Linked DNA regions of Zea mays: all the other regions are linked to region 1. A link is a contact called in public Hi-C data. All regions are on one chromosome and are shown on one strand. Each heading gives the region's core, a stretch centred on a gene start, on an enhancer-like site or on the middle of the called end of the contact. The rest is flanking DNA. Distances are from core to core; before and after follow the strand shown.

Region 1 (2,700 bases), core at 2-2,501:
TTCCTGTCAGGTCGCTCAGTGGAGCAGCGAAGTGACTGCGGTCACTTCGGCTCTATCGACTGAGGAGCGCGCGTCAGGATAAGGTGTCAGTCGATCCTTGCATTAAATGCTCCTGCGATACGGTCGGTTTGCGTGGCGATCTGGCCAAGGTTGCTTCTCCGCGAAGATTGGGCCTCGGACGAGCCGAAGGTGTGTCCGTCGCTTGAGGGGGCCCTCGGGCGAGACGTGAATCCTCCGGGGTCGGCTGCCTTTGCCCGAGGCTGGGCTCGGGCGAGGCGAGATCGTGTCCCTTGAGTGGACTGAGCCTTGACCTTAATCGCGCCCATCAGGCCTTTGCAGCTTTGTGCTGATGGGGGTTACCAGCTGAAATTAGGAGTCTTGGGGGTACCCCTAATTATGGTTTCCAACAAAACTATACAAGGCTACTATATCTAATAGCTAGTAAATGAGTTACATGAAGAATCCTTCAAAAAAATCACATATGGACATAGGTCGTTATACAATAATGAAACAACCTCAACCTGGTTGTGTTACTTTGCAGCACGCAGGCATTCACAAAAGTTAATGCCAGATCATCACATGACATTAAGGCCATACCATTCATATCATATCCTACAAAAACAAGTTAGATGAACAAGTTTTCTACATGTACACCACTATAGAAGATAGCTTCACATGTTCGAACCATGAACTAATTAGATTTAATAAATTTGTGTTATCGTTTAGTCCTCATCGTGTAATTAGTTTATAATTAGACTATCTAGCATCTAAACATTCGATATGAGAGATACAAAAGCTAGGGAAACAAACATGGCATAAGATTCACCCGGTGGCCCGTTAAAGCCTTCGCCAACAAACTACTCCTTCCGTCTCAAAATAGTATTAGTTTTCACTCTTGGTTTTATGTCTATATTCATATTAATGATGATGAATATAGACACATATATAAAACACATACATCAAATATATTAATTTCCTGAAACGAAATTCAATTTAGGGCAGAGAGAGTATCATTCATCCCTTTTATTGGCAATGTTTGAACTATGCACAGCCTGCCTGGACGATACCCACGGTCCACGGCCTTAAAAAAAGCCATAGAGGTCACAGTCAGTGTGGTCTTAACATGGCATTCCAGCCCAAGAAGTATATGTCTATTTGGGCCAGAAAGCACATTTCACACTTGCACCCGTTATGCACTTATGGGCAGGATTCCCTAGTTCATCCTGGCCGTGGCCGTGGCCATGGCGTGGCGCTCGCTCCCCGCTATGTACATGTACATGCCGCGGAAGCGGAACAGAGCGCCAGGAATCGCCGTTCGCACCTAGCCGGGTGCAAAGAGGGACTTCTCCGATTCACGGAGGGAAAAAAACAGAGCAGGTGAGAGCTGTTGACAAGCGTAGTGATGAGCAGGCCATTTCCTCTATCTTATACGACTACTAGTACCATCTATGACTATGATCTTATCTATCTTCTGCAGCTACTAGCAGATACCCCGTATTGAACTTAACAGCATGCTATTCTGAGCCACATTCAAATCAATAAAAAGTCAATTTTAGTAGCAGTGTCTACCAGTACATTTTTTCGATAATGAAAGCTTAAATTAAAAATACCATGTACATTACGTCAACAAGTAGGGAGGGCAATGGGCCCCATTCCCCGATCCCTAGCGAGGAATTCCTCCATTAGACTATATTTGGGTACCCTAGTACTCAACCCAATACATATGAGTTGATGAGGATTGGGTGTAAATTAGTTTAATTTACACCCCAATACTCCTTAACTCATATGAATTGTGGTGAATACTATGGTATCCAAACAAGCCATTAGGAGACCGGGTGAAAATACTCCCCGCGGTGAAAGATATAGGCAAAAACCAATCTCGATGGGGCAGGGTACGTTCCATCAACCCACCCACCCCCCGCCCAATCCTCGCAACCCGTCGGGGCCCAATATGACAGGTGGAACCCTACCTCAGCGTCCGTATTCCAAATTCCCTGATCCTCATCCATTCCAATTCAACGGACCGACTAACCCTAGCTTCTGTTAGGCTGGCGCCTAGTGACTGTTTTCGTGCGCTCCTTCGGCGTTCCATGTTCTTGCAGCGCGGCGGTGGCCTGCTGCCCTGCCGGCCTCTCACCTCCAGCACTCCATCCTCCTGCTCAGCTGCTCCTGTTCGTTGGCCCCGTTGCTGCGTTGTTGCCCTTGGGCCAGCCAGCCAGCACGCCAAGGAGCAACAGCCACGGAATCACGGAGATCTACTGAATCCAGAAATTCAGGTGAGTCTTTGCTTTAATTGTATCCCCTACTTTAACCCTTTTGAATTATTTCCAAACGGCTGAAGTCAACTTCTCTTTGAACCAACACCACCTTCCTGGTCTTCATCATCAGAAACTTCAATCTCTTCCACTTCCGCATTTCCTCTAACTGCTTTGGAGTCATTAACAGATGGTAAAGAACCCTATTGTGACTGCGATTCATTGACATTATTATCATGATTGTGGTTGCTCGATGACACTATCTTAAGACCAACTACAAATTAGCAAGAAATAAATATATGGTCAGTGATGTTAAGCATTCAGTGAATGATGCTAACAAAAAAAACACAACTACACAATGTTCTGTAGGTTTTAACAAAAAAAAAGCAATTCTATTTGAGCAACTGCACGTACTGCACAATGTTTTGACTATTGACACAATAGA
Region 2 (2,700 bases), core at 74-2,573, 150 kb after region 1:
CGCTGTCTCGTCCTCCCATCGGCCCATCCATCCATCCATCCACGTCCGCCCATCGGCCCTTCCTTGATTTGGCTTTTTAGTTAATTACCTCATCACACCACTGATGAACAGCGAGCACCACCGCCGCCGGCTAATGGATCCGCCGTTGCTGCGATTAAGCATAATCTTCTACGTACTGACGTCATCGACAACCGGAGTAATTCGCTGCAGCAACACACCATGCAATCAGACTTGAATCCATTCCTCCACAGCGAGTAACTGCGATTTGCCTGACGACGAAGCAACTGCGCGTGCGTTGCGATAGTGGCGATATCAAATCAGTTTTTTTTTCTCAGCGTTGTTGCGCAGACATGCATGCTCCATGGTTCTTGTCAATGGGGTCGTCTCTGCAACTCTGCGTCCACCCCCCCGCCACCCCTTCCAAGTTCCAACCGGCCTTTGTTGCTGCCTCCTTAGCTGACTTGCTCCTCCTGCAACAGAGCCACCAGATTTTTTTATCGCCTTTTTTTCCCAGAGAAAGAGCAGAACATATGCAACACTGATGTGGCAAAATAGTGCAGGCAGCACTGAATGAGAGGAGGCCCCCGGCCCATTGCTCATCCTCGCTCATCCACCATCATCATGAGCTCATATGCGTGCTGCCCCCCGTCCGAGATCCCTTTGCTTGTTTTCGGTGACAAGCTAGCTGACAGCTCCCATACATCTCACGAGGAGTAGTTTACGGCATGTGTTTAGGGGCAGCTTCACTAATCTTGTTGTTTAGATAGTGAAGCTGTCCAAGAAAGGGACTTGCTTGCACGCATGACAGGAGAGCGAAACATCACTAAACAAACTGCACACACAGAGCAATGATGATCATGGCACACATGTACACTGCATCGCACACAAAGTGCGTGCACTGTTTGAGATGCAAGCTCTCGGCTCCTCTCCTGGTTCGCAGTACCAGTTGCAGTTGCAGTTTGTGTCCGTCCAGTCCATGCATGCACGTGGGCCCCCGCGCGTGCATGGGGTGGCGAGGTAGAAGAAGATTAAACTGGACTCCTGCAGGCCCTGTCTGCTCTGCGCGGGGCACTGCATGCCATTGCTTAGCAAGCGAGCGAGTGGTGACACTGACAGTGTGTCATTAGCTAGCCTGCCAGGGTTGGAGGAGGAGAGGGGGGCGCGTGCAAAATTTTTAATCCCTCCTCCCCCCCTAGTGTCTACTACTACTCTACTAGCGACGGAACGGAAACTCGGAAAGGCACCCCATGCGCGTTGGATGGAGGAGCCCTGGAGAGTGGAGATGGTGTTTATAAATCCGCTCCTCCTGCCACCCCAAGGTTTCAGAAACCCACCACCGCAACACCTGCGCTCCGGCCTGCTCTCTCTTTCAAACAGCTTCGTGTGTCGTTGCGCCGCGCATAGTTCCAGCGCCAGCTCGGCACTGAAGAATCTGGTGACCGGCCGGGATCGAGAGCCAAGCTCGAGCAGGAACGGAGAGCGCGCGGATATATATAGCTATGATGATGATGATGATGGACAGGCAGCTCGTCAGGCAATGCGACATGGAGGTCATGAGGATGGCCATGCTCAAGCACGAAGAGACCTTCCGGCAGCAGGTAAAGCGCGCGCCGAGAAACTTCGGCTTCTTCTTCTTCTTTCTCCTGCTGTCCTTCACACCGTCGCTACTTGTCTAATATATTTCACACATCATCCTGGAAAGGAAGAGAAGTAGAAACTGCTGCTGCTACTGATCGATCGTGGAATGGATTATCGCCATTGTTCTTGGCAACTAACCGTCTTATCGTCTGATCAGGTTCACGAGCTGCACCGCCTGTACCGCATACAGAGGGAGCTGATGAGCGACCTAATAACGACCCGATACGACGACGAGCCGCTGCTGCTGACGACCGCCGGCCGGCGCAGCAAGCAGCCGCGCCGGGCGCTGGACCTGCAGCTGCCAGCCGACGAGTACATCGTCAGCGCCGACGAGGAGTCGGACGCCGCCGGCGCGGAGCTGGAGCTGACGCTGGCCGTCGGCGGGCGCTGCGCAGCCGGCGGCGGCCGGCGCAAGAGCAACAGGCGCCGGAGGCAATTAGCAGAGCGGCAGCAGCGCGACAACAACGACGCCGCCGCCGCCGGCGGCGGCTCCTCGCCGTTCGGGTCCGACTGCTCCGGCGCGAGCGCCCTGTCGTCGCCGCCGCCTTCGTCGGCCGAGTACTACTCCGACGACGGGCCGGCGGCGGCGGCGTGCCAGAGGGCCGTTGCGTTCGACCTTGGAGGAGAAGGCGACGGCGTGATGAGGCAGCAGCACGCGCCGTGGCTGGCGCAGTGCCAGCAGTACCTCAGCCTGAGGATGACATGAGTGAAGCTGCAGGCCTGCAGCGCGCTGCTCGCCGCCGTCCATGTCGATGTCCATGTCGCTAGCTGTACCAGGTTGCGTTTGTGTTGTAGCTTGTAGGAGCAGCAGTACGTACTAGCCACTAGTGTTTTTTTTATCTATCTATTCCTTTTTTTTTTGCCCTTTGTGTTTGCTATATGTCCTAGCCGTGGCCAATGGAGTCCGGGAAGAAGGCCTGCAGTTAATGAGTGCATCCTAATCCTGATTCCTGATCCAAAGATGTTAATTGATCATGGCTATATAGCTAATGAGTTCATCCTGATTGATTAATGATGCTCATCAGACTAGTGCTAATTCAATGAGTAATAATACTGCCGCCA
Region 3 (2,700 bases), core at 66-2,565, 180 kb after region 1:
GTGGTGTCTGAATGCTTGATGAATCGGCTCTGATCGACCTGTCCTACACGATATCATTTGTCTTTCAACCAAAGTGCCTTTCTTCCTGGAAGAATGATTACTGATAATGCACTAATAGCCTTTGAGTGCTTGCGTACGTACTATAATTAGTCCTGTGAATATGTCACGAGTACGACGCAAAAGTAGGAGCCTAAAGTACGACCCGACACGAAAAAATATGCACTAGGCTAGCACGACATGAAGACGAGTCTAGGCCGGGTCTTAAATTCTAGCCCATCGGGCCCCAGCACGGTCCGTACAGATGGACCGGGTTTAGGCCGACACGGCCCAATAAAGTCTATGTTGTTTAATTTCTTTAATTTATTAAGTTATAGGTTTTATATTGTTGTGATATTTGGACTTTATGTGGTCAAATAATGCTAGCATTGTTTAATATCTTTAATTTAGTAAGCTATGAATTTTACATGGTTGTAATATTTTAATTTTATGTGATCAAATATATAGGTCGGGCTTGGGCCGGGCACGGTCCAACGAAGCACGACATAATTTAGGGCCGAGCCGGACCACTGTTTTAAACTTCGGTTGGTATGGCACGGTCCAAAAAAAATTAGAGTTTCTTGGCCCGAACCCATTTGACACGAAGCACGATAGACTTGAGCCGGGCCGAGCCGGCCCAATTCCTAGCACTAACTATAATGCATGCTCGATGCTGCTTGCTGTGGCTTTCATCTATGTTCGCTGCAGTCATAACTTCTACAATATTTTGTCTATATCGATCCGTTGACGTTTTTATGAACAAGCTAGGCTTCCAAAGTGAGTGAGTGCGGTGTGTCATGTATGGCATGACATCTGCGTACTACTCAATCCACTTAAGACCTTGTTCGGTTGCATGCTGAAGGGACTGAAAGGAATGAAATCCCTCTATTTAATTTTGATGAGTAAGGTACTAATCCTTGCCAATCCCTTTTAATCCATTCTAATAGAACAAGCCCTAATGGACGCCAAGATGATCTATTATCTCCATATCTACTTTTGTTGTTTGTCATGGATGGCCTCTCTCGGTAGACCAACAGGAAAATCTGAGACGACAGTTTAGATGAGCTTAGAATTTGCAGATGTCGTCATGGAGGAAGGAAGGAGAGGGGAGAGGAGAGGCACTTCATTATCTTATTGGAGAAAAATAAGAAAATAAGAGGAGTCACTAATACACTTCCAACTAAAATAGTGGGCCGGTTGTCGGTTCGGGCCTAAGTGGCTGGGAGCCTGCAGAGAAGAAGAAGCCGAGGCCGAGCACACCCATTCTCTTGAGACGCCTACACGGGCCTGGCCCAGAATATCTTTATTCTAACGTCTCCGAGTCCGAGTACATCCTGTGGACCGTGGTCCCTGGAGCTCTTCCTTGTGGGCACCATCGCCCACGTGCGAGCAGTGGCGCTGGCTTCCTCCGCCGCCTCTGCTGCTCCGTCCATGTGTGTCATACCGTACGTGCTTGAGAGCCGGACGGCCGCACCCCTCCTCATCTCCGATCTCTGACCTGCATGGCGACCGCGGCTCATCGGCTCCCTACCGCACCGTCTCCATCCCCAACCTCTTTCTGCTTCGACAAGACGGGTTATTGGAGAGAGTACGCAGGGCTGATAATGCTAATGGTATCTATTTATTTTTTTAACTAAAATTAATTGAGAGTTTAAATAAATCATAAAAAAATATTTGAATTGTAATCCATCATCCATTACTATCCCTAGGAAGACGACACCGCCGGTGCGTCCCTAGTCTCTGGACCTCATCCTACATAACAGCAAATAGAGAAAATTTTGACGACCAGCCCTATGTCTGATAGCTGTCCTTAATCCGGTCGGATATAAGGCTAAGTTCATGTAACACCCCGTCCAATCTCTGTACCAGTGGTACTTATTTCTAGCAACTCTTTAGTATTATATATTGTCCTCACGTACCAATACAAATCTTTTATGCGCACTTTGTCTTTACTCATGCGTATCCAAGAAAACTTCCCGATCGGTCATCCATCCCAAATTGCTCCAAGCCAAGCACACTTAATTTGGAGGTTTTTTTTGAGATAGACTTCCGAAAAAAAAGATGCACCTTGTTGATATGAATACTCTATTAATTCTATTAAGGCTTGAGCCAGGATATCACCATCTCAGAGGCCAGGATATCACAATCCACCCTCCTTAGAAGACGACGTTCTCGTCGGTCAACCCCAATCCAGGAATCTTCCCCCCTTAGTCACGTCTGTGTGTCTAGTGTTGTCATATGTCATGCCATGTGACCACACTGGGCCCACATACGCAATGCACCATATAGATTTTTGTGGGTGCAGAGAGTTTTTGTGGGTGGCTAAGTAGAATAGGGTCGATCGATCTGAAGGGGTGCCCCCTAGGCCTTATATATTCGACCGTGGGGCAGTACATATGATATGATAGCAACGAGTAGCTAAAAGATAGTGAACCTCTTGAGTTTATCCCTACGTAACCTTCGCCGACTTATCCTCGCATGGCTCTGTTGCATGAGGGCTTCAGCGCGGGAAAGTCGGGTCTCTGTTGTAATCCATTCGTTCGACGTTGTGGGCCGCCTGTGTTTGCACTAATCAGTCCCACGTCTTCTTTATTGGTTGTCTTTCCCTAGGCCCACGAAAGAATGACCTTACGAATTATTGGGCCCTTGGGCTTTTCGTGAGGC

What was found. A called contact is a pair of places that touch in the nucleus more often than the background predicts.
Region 2: a Hi-C map of ear shows a contact between it and region 1, with 2.9 times the contacts expected there. The contact joins the promoter of LOC100279086 here to the enhancer-like site in region 1. A contact is called at or near these places in 3 of 25 Hi-C or Micro-C datasets (ear, leaf and tassel).
Region 3: a Hi-C map of ear shows a contact between it and region 1, with 1.9 times the contacts expected there. The contact joins two enhancer-like sites. A contact is called at or near these places in 2 of 25 Hi-C or Micro-C datasets (ear and leaf).

Annotation. Positions count from the first base shown.
Region 1 is chr1:164,413,545-164,416,244 of Zm-B73-REFERENCE-NAM-5.0, forward strand. No RefSeq gene overlaps it. Among protein-coding and RNA genes, the nearest start is that of LOC103640483, 14 kb to the left of the region's middle. Within about 2 kb of position 1,252, at least 17 of the 20 cell types and tissues checked have an H3K27ac peak or open chromatin away from gene starts, as enhancers often do. A contact at or near this core is called in ear, leaf and tassel, where this site is marked.
Region 2 is chr1:164,560,033-164,562,732 of Zm-B73-REFERENCE-NAM-5.0, forward strand. LOC100279086 reads left to right here and starts at 1,324. Exons shown (of 2, transcript NM_001152136.2): 1 at 1,324-1,598; 2 at 1,796-2,650. The coding sequence starts at 1,500. The coding sequence ends at 2,344.
Region 3 is chr1:164,594,021-164,596,720 of Zm-B73-REFERENCE-NAM-5.0, forward strand. No RefSeq gene overlaps it. Among protein-coding and RNA genes, the nearest start is that of LOC100279086, 34 kb to the left of the region's middle. Within about 2 kb of position 1,316, at least 17 of the 20 cell types and tissues checked have an H3K27ac peak or open chromatin away from gene starts, as enhancers often do. A contact at or near this core is called in ear and leaf, where this site is marked.